Linked DNA regions of Zea mays: region 1 is linked to region 2. A link is a contact called in public Hi-C data. All regions are on one chromosome and are shown on one strand. The core of a region is the stretch at or near the end of the contact, and the rest is flanking DNA. Distances in the headings are between cores, read along the strand shown.

Region 1 (4,917 bases), core at 225-2,724, 340 kb before region 2:
GAAGCGCAATGTTTGGAATCCCAAATATGCAATTATCTCCCTGAACACCGAATGCACCACAGAAATTCTCGATCAAGTTTGCTGTAGCCTCATACTAAACATTGTGGACAAGCAATGTTTATGTTTGGTTGCCGAGGACTTTGAGTTTATAGAGTCTTCACGATCAGTAGAAGATATGTGGCATTGGTACCGCACATGTGGAGGAGTCATTGTTGTACAGGAGGATGACAAATGTCAGAGTGGCTCCGTTCCGCCGCCACCGTCAGCTGCCACGCCGGATTGGCCGGTTGCGTGGATTGTGGTGGGCACGCTGTCAATTGCGGGATTAGTCGTCCTTCTCTCTTTAATCGTGGAGACGGTACAATATCTTTGTGAAAGGTAACTCCTACCTCCAATCATAAGATGATCTAACTCTTGCTTTAACTCTGGATTTTTGTAAGCGTAGGGACAATTCCTTCAGAAGTGAGTTGGAGCTGACGGAGGCACATGTCAGTACCGGCGCCGAGTCATCCGACCTTGAAGAGCAGGTACCAATGCTGGATCTCAATGTAGAAGATGATCTGACTTATTTCTCGTGTAACGAGGAATAAGGTGATTAAGATGTACAAAGTACAATTTAGTCATTGTCAGCAACACACTACAAGAGAAGGGAAGCAAGCAAGTGCAAGCGCAGGTTCAGCCGGTGACCTTGGAGCACAAAGACGGCAACCAGCGAGAGACGCGAGAGACACGTATGAGGCGCAAGAATGTGAGAGTGTCCGGTCCGGAGTGGGCCGTGTAATGGGCTGCGCAGTGTCGGGTGTATGGGCTGAACCCAGGAAATAAGTAGACGGAAGTCTGTACGAGACAGATAGACTTAAAAAGAAAGGAAAAACACACGCAGCGGCCGCGTTCTCGCCGGCGGCGCTACTCCTCCCACCTCTCTTCCTCTCTGTTTTTCCAAAGGAATCCATTGCTTGTCTCTGCGCCTTACTGATGAATACTCCTCAAATTCCCATGCACGGAACCGGTTACTGCCACCAGAACTATTATTTTTGCTTTCTGATACGAAAACACATTCTCGGATGCATTCGTGGATTGCTCTTAATTAGGTGTGTGCACCGCTAGCGGGCAACCGGTGCAACCTTAGCAGGTGGAATTTGACGCCGACTTCCCAGCGCCACCGCCGTGCCGCGACTCTGCGAGGACTACTCCGATTTCGCCTAGACACTCAGTAAAATCCTTTCCATCGAGTTCGTCACCATTTGGTATACGTAAATCTCCTGTCAGACTAGCACTTCAACCACCTAAATGACCTTTCCCCGCGCTCCGGCGAGCCGCGCCGCCGCGGAGCTTCTATTCTGCCACTGGAATCCGGCCGGGTTGGGGCGGATCGCCCTCAGCCGTTGATCCGCGCGCGTGTGGCCTCGATTGAACCAGAGCGTACCACTTCGGTCGAGTAATTGAGCGCCGTTCGATTTCAATCGGCCGGTAGTAAACCAGTGTAGGCGTTTTAGATCTGGAGCGTTGGATCGGGATCCGACGACTACCATAGTGTACCGGTTGATTTATAAAGCAGAATCTAATCTAGGCCATCGGCTATTGATCCGATGGCTCAAATCACATGATGCCCCTTCAGCCGAACAGTCTTACATAAAAGACCCTGGGTTTTAGAAAACCAACCCGCGGTCCATCCTCGGGGTTCTCTGTGTCTAGGGAAATCTTTCGAGAAAGTCCCTGGCCTTTTAGGTATTTGTGCGCCCAATCTAGAAACCAGAGAAAATAGTGAAATAATTATAGAAATTGATTTTTAATACAAAAATAATTCCAGAAACTTGTATAATTTATATAAAATTTATTTTAGCTCCAAATTGATTCATTCCAGTGGCATTAATTTCATTTCAATGTTCTTCACCACTTAGTACCTCTGTTTAGCCATGAAACTTGAATTAAAATTATTCATTTGAATTAATCTATTCTAAGTACTAAACAACTTCAGAAATTCATAACTAAATAACTATAACTTCAAATTTAGTGATTCTTGTTTCTACAATCTCGTTACGCATCATAGAATATTATCATGTATTATGTTCTATTATTTGGTGTGATGTTAATTTTTGCTATACTATGTATGCTTGTACTGATGCGAGTAGACGAGCAAGCCACAGAGGATCTAGGGATTCAGTAGGTGGAGACTGCTGAGCAGGAGCTTGTTGAAGGCAAGTTGTGCCCTTGATCACTTCCTTTTTACTGAGTCATGTTCTTATTAATCATAATGATCTGCATAGGTTAATTTTGATGGGACCAAGTAGGTTACCCACGTTTGGTTATCTTTATACCTTGTTTTACCACTGAATTTTTGGTTAGTACATGTTATTGCTTTATGTGGTTTTGGGTATGGAGATATACATTACTCATGTTCACACTTTTATTGTCAGTTTATTATTTACTGTTCATGATAATATCATTATGTTAATGGGAACATGGATAACCACCCGGGAAAACAGTGCTACCACAAGGGTGGTATGGGATGCCCTTGGCTGATTAACTAGGAAAGCTAGTGGATGACTACTTTACCCGATAGGGGCAAGGGCAGTAGGGGAGTGGTCAGTGTAGGGAGGTCCTTGAGTTGATTTTGCTGTGATGACGGTCAGGCGAGGGATCCCTGCACTGGAGCTTCCTATAAACTTTAGCGGGTTTTCTGAAGCTAGTGGAACTTTGTAAAGGCCTCGTAGTGGTACCCTGCCTCGCTTCCTTGGTAGAGGTGCATGGGTTCCGATCAACCCCGTGGCAAATGGGTAACACAATTTATGGGTAAAGATGTGCAACCTCTACAGAGTGTAAAACTGGTATACTAGCCGTGCTCACGGTCATGAGTAGCTCGGACACTCACATGATTAATTTATGAAATTAAATTCAATTTGTCATTTGCATCATATTGGGATTATTTTATTATTACTTTTACTTATTATTACTAAGGTTTGATATTTACTTACACTTAGTAATTGCTAATAAAATTTTGATCAACTTATAAAAGCAATGCTCAGCTTCAACCTTTATTTTGTTGATTAGCCTTACACTTCACATGAACTCCCACCTTTGGCGAGTTCATGTACATTATTCCCCACAACTTGTTGAGCGATGAACATATATGAGCTCACCCTTGCTGTCTCACACCCCCCATAGGAGAAGAACATGTGGTCGAAGAGGAGCCTCCCAACAGTGAAGCTTACGACTTGATCTAGGTGGCGTCTCCCAGTCAGCTTTGTGGCGTCAGGAAAATAATAATTAGTTTGTTTTATATTTATCATTTGTTTTGTAAGACTTCCACTATTGTCACACCCGGTTTTAGAAGGCAAACCAAATGCGAACCATGTATATGTCAGGATCAGCAATTCACATACACAACAGTTACATAACTAGACATCATCACACAATGCTCAAATAATAGCATAAAAGGGTAATAGTAGTCAATTACATCATGATGTCCAAGACATCCACATAGTCTTTAACAATAATCAAAGTGCGGAAAAGAAACGTAGATACACACGGCCTACATAGGCAGCCGACTGGGGGTTTACCGCTAACCCACGCCTAGAACTCATCGTACTCTTGAAACTCCTAGAAGTCCTCCTCCACGACTTCATCTTCACTTGAGCAGTGGTTGCAACACGAACAACCTGGGGGGTTTGGTGCGTAAAGCAAGGGTGAGTACACATCAACATACTCAGCAAAATGTCCCGTCTGGCTGTAGTGGACTAGCTTTATGTGGAGTTAAGTCAAGCAGTTGCTTTTAGTTGGTCAGGTTATTATTTACTAGTAGAAAGCCAGGTTTTAGTATTAACCCAAGTTATTAACCCGATGTACCCTTTCCAAATAGAAAGAATACCACTTACCAATACCATAGGTATAATCAAAATCATCATCCTCATCACCACCTGTAAACCATACATCTCTGATCAAGTATCTCTAATCAATGGAGCTCCCTTGGCCGCTAATAACCGCGAGCACGGCTGATATATCAGTTTCATAACACTCTGCAGAGGTTGCGCACTTTACCCACAAGTCGTGATTCCCTCTTGCCTTGGGCCGATCAAACCCTTAAACACTACCAAGATGAATAGGCAGGGTCTCACTACGTAGCCTTCACAAAGATTCCCTGGGGTTGTAGCCACCCGTTAGGTTTCCTAAATGCACCGCACTCCTCCCCAAGGGGCGAACCAACCTTGGCAGAGCGAGCCGCATACACCGAGCCCTATTAATGGCACGTCGGCGAAGCGAATTACACCCCAGTTCCTCTAATTACTCAGCTAAGGGCGTCCCACTCCACCCTCATGGTTGCACTGTTTTCCCGGGCGGTCATCCAACGAACAGGACCTTACGGAGAGGCACTCGAGAAACAGCTCAAGTCCCCTTAAGGGCCACAAGTACCATCATCATAATCAAAAGGGAAAACAACGTATCATAGATAATCTCATCATGTTCATTGATTAATGTGAAGCACTAGCATATAGCTAAACTGAAATAACCCAACCAAAATAGGCAAACAAGGACAAGATAAACAAAAGCTAGTCAATCCTTAGGTATAAACTGTGTAAATGCGGGGAATGAATTATAAGAATGAGTAGGACATAGATGGGTCAAGGGACACTTTCCTTCACCAACCGACTGCTGCTCAGGGTCTTCACCTGCAACTCCTTCAGACTCCACCAACTGACCGTTATCTATACGAGTTCAAACATACATTCCACACATTTAATACACAATAACAGTACACCAGACAATAGAATGCAATAAATAAACAGACGTTCGACGCAGGGCTCACACCAACGACTAAGCGAGAAAGAGAAAGTAACGGTCGAGGCTACAGTCAAGAAGCGATCACGTTACACGATTATAAATTAAAATACTCGTCTAAATAGAATGGTATTAATTTAG
Region 2 (5,453 bases), core at 319-2,818:
ATTAAGGATCTCGTGTAAAGCCCAAAATCTGTATAATAGAAAAATGATAGGATAAATAAATAAATATACTTATATGCTAGAGTTTTGGGAACATCTTAATCTCCTTATCTTTGTGCATATTCAATTCATGGTATTAATTTAGTAAAATGACAAATAAATAAATACAAAAATGTGCATTCCATGTTGGGTTCTTGTAATTTTTTCATTTGTATTCTAAGTCATGAGACAAGTTTTAAAAAATAGAATTCAAAAATAAAAAATGAAAGAGAGAAAAAAGAAGAAAAGGAAAAATACATTATAAAGAAAAATATAAATCAATAATCATAATTCTTTATGCCAGTACTTTTAATTGTGCACTGAGTTTGTGAATAATGCTCACAAACAAATTTAAAATCAAATTCAAATAGAAAATAAAAAAGGGAAACCTCACTTCAACTCACGGGCCACATTTCCCCTCCCTCCACCGTGGGCCAATTTTCCCTGGTCGGCCCATTTCTATCTCCACTCACTCATCCGGACTCACTTACGTGCGGGGCCCACACGTCAGGCCTCTCTCGCTGCTGCAAGCCCATCTGTGCGCGTGGCCCGTGCCTATGGCTGTCCAGTGGGACCCATGGGGCAGACAAACACTATGTATGTGTGCACTTGTTGCTACCAGCTGCCATATGGGCTCGGGATGGCGGGAGCGTCTTCCAACTTGGGTTGTTGCAAAGAAATCCCGAAGTCGTCAGGTTGTTTGGATCCGCGCCGAGTTCGTCGCGGGCTCTAACAAACCGTAATAAACTGTCATCCGAAGCCTTGCGTTGCCCTCGCCGAGAATATATAGGAGGCCCCACGGTCGCTCGTCATGTGCTTGCATCAATTCAACCGAGACATAGTGCGGGGAGGAAGAGGGTCCGCCACTCCACCACCTCTGAATCCCGTGACCACCATCATGAACGGCTACAGGGTACCCCAGAGAGAAAGAGAGAAGGATACACAGTGGTACACAGATCCGGTGAATGCTCGCGCCAAGTGGAAGCCGTCGGCGAAGTTCTAGTCGGGTGTGCGCGCACGCCGTGATGGGTGGTGGGGAGAACCTCGGTTAGCACTGTCGGGCGGACCCAAATCCTCCCAGAATCTTCGTCGTGGCTCATGCAGGGTGCTCCTGGCCTCGTCGCGCAGGATTTGCGACTGGAGAATGGTAAGTTCGTCGTTGGAGTTCAAGAACGCATCAGGACCGCATGGTGCCGTGGACAGGCATCTTCGCGGCATTATCTCCGGTGAGCTTGGGCTTCTCGAGTTCATTGCTTTCACCTCTATCTATCGTGCCTAGTGTCGATGGCGTGGTGTGTTGGGCGTTAGGTGGCGCCGCGCGCCGGCGGTGCGCCGCCGTAGAGCTTCTGCTCTACCATGCCTAGGCAGGGGGAATTGGGGTGGGGGGGGGGGGGGTGAGGGAGTGTGCGTCGTTAGATGCTGAGCATGCGGCTGGGATTAAAACCCGTCATCCCCGTTCGCTTGTTTCACCCGTGTCGATAGATCAGGATCCAACAGCCGAGATAGCATACCCCCTTCACGATTTGATCCGCACCGTCGATCTTAGATCGTGTGGCCCCTATTCCATACCAGTTCAGATGAAGGCTGTTTTAATTTGGACCACCCATTGGGAATCAGATGGTGCAGATCCGGTAATCCCCCTTCAGCCATGTCTTTTTACACAAGAGACCCTCTGTTTTTAGCGAAATAACCGTCCACTCTGGTATTATTATCATTACGTGTGAGCCCTAAAATTTGCATTATGGACCCTGTATTCCCTAGTTTTTAGACCCGCAGTCTAGGAAAGTAATATTTCTCTAAAAAAATCTGGAAAATGGTTTAAATGAGAGAATAATATAGAGAAACTTAATAAATCCATAACTAATTCATTTTAACTCCGTTTTGATCCATTCCAGTTGCGTTAAATTCATATTAATATTGTTTATCATCTGGTAACATTGTTTTGTCATAAACATAGATTAAAAGTTATGCACTTAAGTATATTAAACACCTAAATCTTCAGAAAACCATAGCTTTTCAACCATAACTCCGAATTTAGTGGTTCTCGAACCTACGATCTCGTTACGATGCGTAGAACATTATTAGGTAGTTTGTGTTATATTTGGTGTGATGTTAATTTTGCCTATATCATGTTTGTTTGTATTGCTACGAATAACAGCGAGGTTACGAGTCACTTGAAGACCAAGTTGGTACTTGGGAATCTCGAGTCTCAGGCAAGTTGTGCCCTTGATCACTTTTCTCTACCTAATAATGTTTCTGTTAATCATTGTGACATGCTTAGGTTAATATGATGGGACCTAATAGGTATCCCTAATATTGTTTATCCCACTCTTTGCAAACAAAAGAACTATTGGGTAGATTTGCTATTGCTCTACCTGGTTTTGGAAAATTAATGTTATATTATGATCATGTTTCAATTTTGTTATTGTTTTAATTATTGTTCATGATAAGATCATTATGTTAATTGGAACATGGAGCGACCACCCGGGAAAACAGTGCTACCACAAGGGTGGTATGGGACGTCTTTGGCTGACTAATTAGGAAAGTTAGTGGAATACCTTACCTGAAAGGGGCAAGGGTGGTAGAGGAGCTGCGTATAGGGAGGTTCTCGGGTCGATCATGCTGTGATGGCTTTTCGGACGAGGGATTCCTATATTGCCCTTCTTAGAAACCGTAGCGGGTTTGCGAAAGCTAGTGGAACTTTGTAAAGGCCTCGTAGTGGTACCTGCCTCGTCTCCTGATGTAATTATTTAATTATTTTGTACAGAACTCCATTATATATTAATGTTGTGACATTTGTTTCTGTACCATGTGTCATCATATATGTGAGATTTGATCCTAGCACACTTGATGATTATCTCACGCCCGGGTTTTGGACCCCCTAGAACCCGGGTGTGACAAACTACCACCTCCACCACCAGCAGCTCCACCCAGGGATAAGCACCCGTAGTTTATGAGTCATAAGCCGCCTACATTCTCTAACTCCTCGGACCCACTACAAGCTGACAGCTAGTTAAAGTCCGTGGAAAAGGTGCTCAGCATAGCCTAGTGCCCTGACAGGGAGAAAGTACTCTATGCATCGGGTCGCCTCACTGGCCCCGCTGCAGATTGGCGGGATGCATACTGCGCAGCACATGCTGCTGCTAATACCATTACCTGGGCAGAATTCTCCACTCCTTTGAGGAATTACCATATTCCTGCTGGTCTTATAAAGATCAAGAAGGAGTTTCTATCCCTTAAACAGGGAGGCATGTCAGGAAGCGAATATAGAGACAAATTCATCCAGCTATCCTGATATGCTCCCAGAGAAGTTGATGATGATGAGAAGAAGTAGGAGTTATTTCTAGAAGGATTGATCGGGCCACTCCAATACCAACTAATGTTTGACACATTCCCGTCCTTCCAGACACTGCTAGATAAGGTTATAGCTCTGGAACACAGACGAGTTGAGCTAGGAGAGAAAAGAAGGGCTACTAACCAAGGACAGGCTAGGGGTGGTACTCGTCCCTATTATACTACACCTCAAAGTACACCAGCCCGTGGCAGTTCCGGGCAACAGACTCAACAAACCCAAGCTACTCCTCAAGCAAACACTTCAGCGGGGCCTGTTGCTCCTAATGCATCCACAAACAGGTCATGCTTCAAGTGTGGGCAGGCTAGACATTTTGCCAACTACTGTCCCAATAGGGCCGCTTATACAACTCTAGCTCCAATGAAGCAAGGTCAGGCCTCAGGAGGCAAGAGTCAGGCCTTACCATCAATCGGGGTCAGGTCAACCATGTGGAAGCAGAAACTGATCCCGAAGAACCCAAAAACCCGGAAGAGGTGTTGGTTGATGGTGAAGAAGCCAGTGAAGAGGGGAATGAGCAACAAGATTAGTGTATATATATATATTTAGAGTAGTATTTGTAAGACCTAAATAATATCGTAGGTAGTAGCTAATACTTTATTATTTTAGGAATAGTAATAAGGTCTATTTGACCCTATGTTTTAATAATACGTTATGCATCATGCTGAGGTTCTTGATTGTGCATATGTTTTGAGACAAGCTAGGGATACATCCTTTTCTTACTAATCTCGAGGACGATATTATTTTTAAGGGGGTAGAATTTGTAACACCTAAAATCCTAAGCATGTGATATAAGGAAATCAGTTAGAAAAAATAATCAAAATAAAGTACCCTTGATAAATAATAAACTTTAGAATTCACCCCTTTCTAAAGTAAATGGTCATAATGTTAACTAAATCATATCTTGAAAAAGATTTAGACATTTGAAAGTGTCTTCTATCAAAACAAAGGAATCATAAGTTAAATTCAAATGAGAATAGAAAACAGAAAATGAGTAAAAAGAAAGGAATTTTAATAGTCAATTACCCTCTCCATAATTAAATAATAGGAAGAAAGATAAATAATATAAATGCAAACAGTGGGAGTTATATTCACATTAGGATGGTATTTAATATTTGAAAATCTAAAATTTAAAACAGGAATTTAAAATTTAGTTTGAATCTTTAAATTTGGAATTTGAAAAGAAAATAGAAAAGAAGAAAATAAAAGGAGAAACTCGTCTCTGTGCTTGGGCCAATTCTTCCTCTCCTCGGCCCACCTCTCCTTTCTCCACACACGTGCGACCCGTTAACCTTGCGCGCGGCCCAACACCCGTGCAGCACACACCGATCGCACCCACTCGGCATCTGACAGGTGCGGCCCACGGGCAGTCTCCGCGTTGTTGCGCGCGCGTGCACTCCGCGGCTGGCAGGTGGGGTAGCCCCGTCAGCACCACCTTCCTCACCCACCATGCTAACATAACAAACAATGCCGCCGCGTGATTCTCGGGCTCGGTAGCCTGCATCGTGGTCTGCGGACTTCGTGCGGACTATAAAGCAGTGTCGTGGGCACCTCGCCTCACCAGTCGTCTTCCGAAAGCCGCCGAGATCTCGTCGTCGTGGGGAAAATTTGGTCGTCATCGTGGTCGTGTGCCTGCGCCGTCGATTGGGAGTCATCGGCGAGTCCGGGAGCTCCACTGCACCTTCGGGATTGCGTTCGAGGTCTGCGCGGGTGTGGTGCCACGCTGGTGTTCGACGAATTGCTCATCGGAGTAAGGCCTTCCCCTTGGATTCGCACCTCCCCAGGAGTACCCCCGCCATCGCCCTAACCACCGGTAAGGGTGTACTTCCCCATTTTGCCTCAGCCTACTCTTCATATTACGCACACGGACAACCGATATTATGGGTCAGGGTGCCATCTCGGCCATCTTCGGCGGAAGCGCCGCCGCGGTCAGGGTGCGCCGCCATGGCCTGCCTGCGGGATGAAGGAGATGGATTGGAGCCGTTGATTCTATTAGGGACGGTTGAGATTAGTGCAGGGCGCGTACTGATTCGAGGTGCATCATTGACCGTGGGATGGCTGATGTATG

What was found. Hi-C and Micro-C count contacts between places; a contact is called where the count stands out from the background.
Region 1: a contact with region 2 is called in a Hi-C map of bundle sheath, with 4 times the contacts expected there. The contact joins two enhancer-like sites. A contact is called at or near these places in 3 of 25 Hi-C or Micro-C datasets (bundle sheath, leaf and leaf mesophyll).

Annotation. Positions count from the first base shown.
Region 1 is chr7:118,752,643-118,757,559 of Zm-B73-REFERENCE-NAM-5.0, reverse strand. No RefSeq gene overlaps it. Among protein-coding and RNA genes, the nearest start is that of LOC103632745, 62 kb to the left of the region's middle. Within about 2 kb of position 1,474, at least 17 of the 20 cell types and tissues checked have an H3K27ac peak or open chromatin away from gene starts, as enhancers often do. A contact at or near this core is called in bundle sheath, leaf and leaf mesophyll, where this site is marked.
Region 2 is chr7:118,414,191-118,419,643 of Zm-B73-REFERENCE-NAM-5.0, reverse strand. No RefSeq gene overlaps it. Among protein-coding and RNA genes, the nearest start is that of LOC100500963, 55 kb to the right of the region's middle. Within about 2 kb of position 1,568, at least 17 of the 20 cell types and tissues checked have an H3K27ac peak or open chromatin away from gene starts, as enhancers often do. A contact at or near this core is called in bundle sheath, leaf and leaf mesophyll, where this site is marked.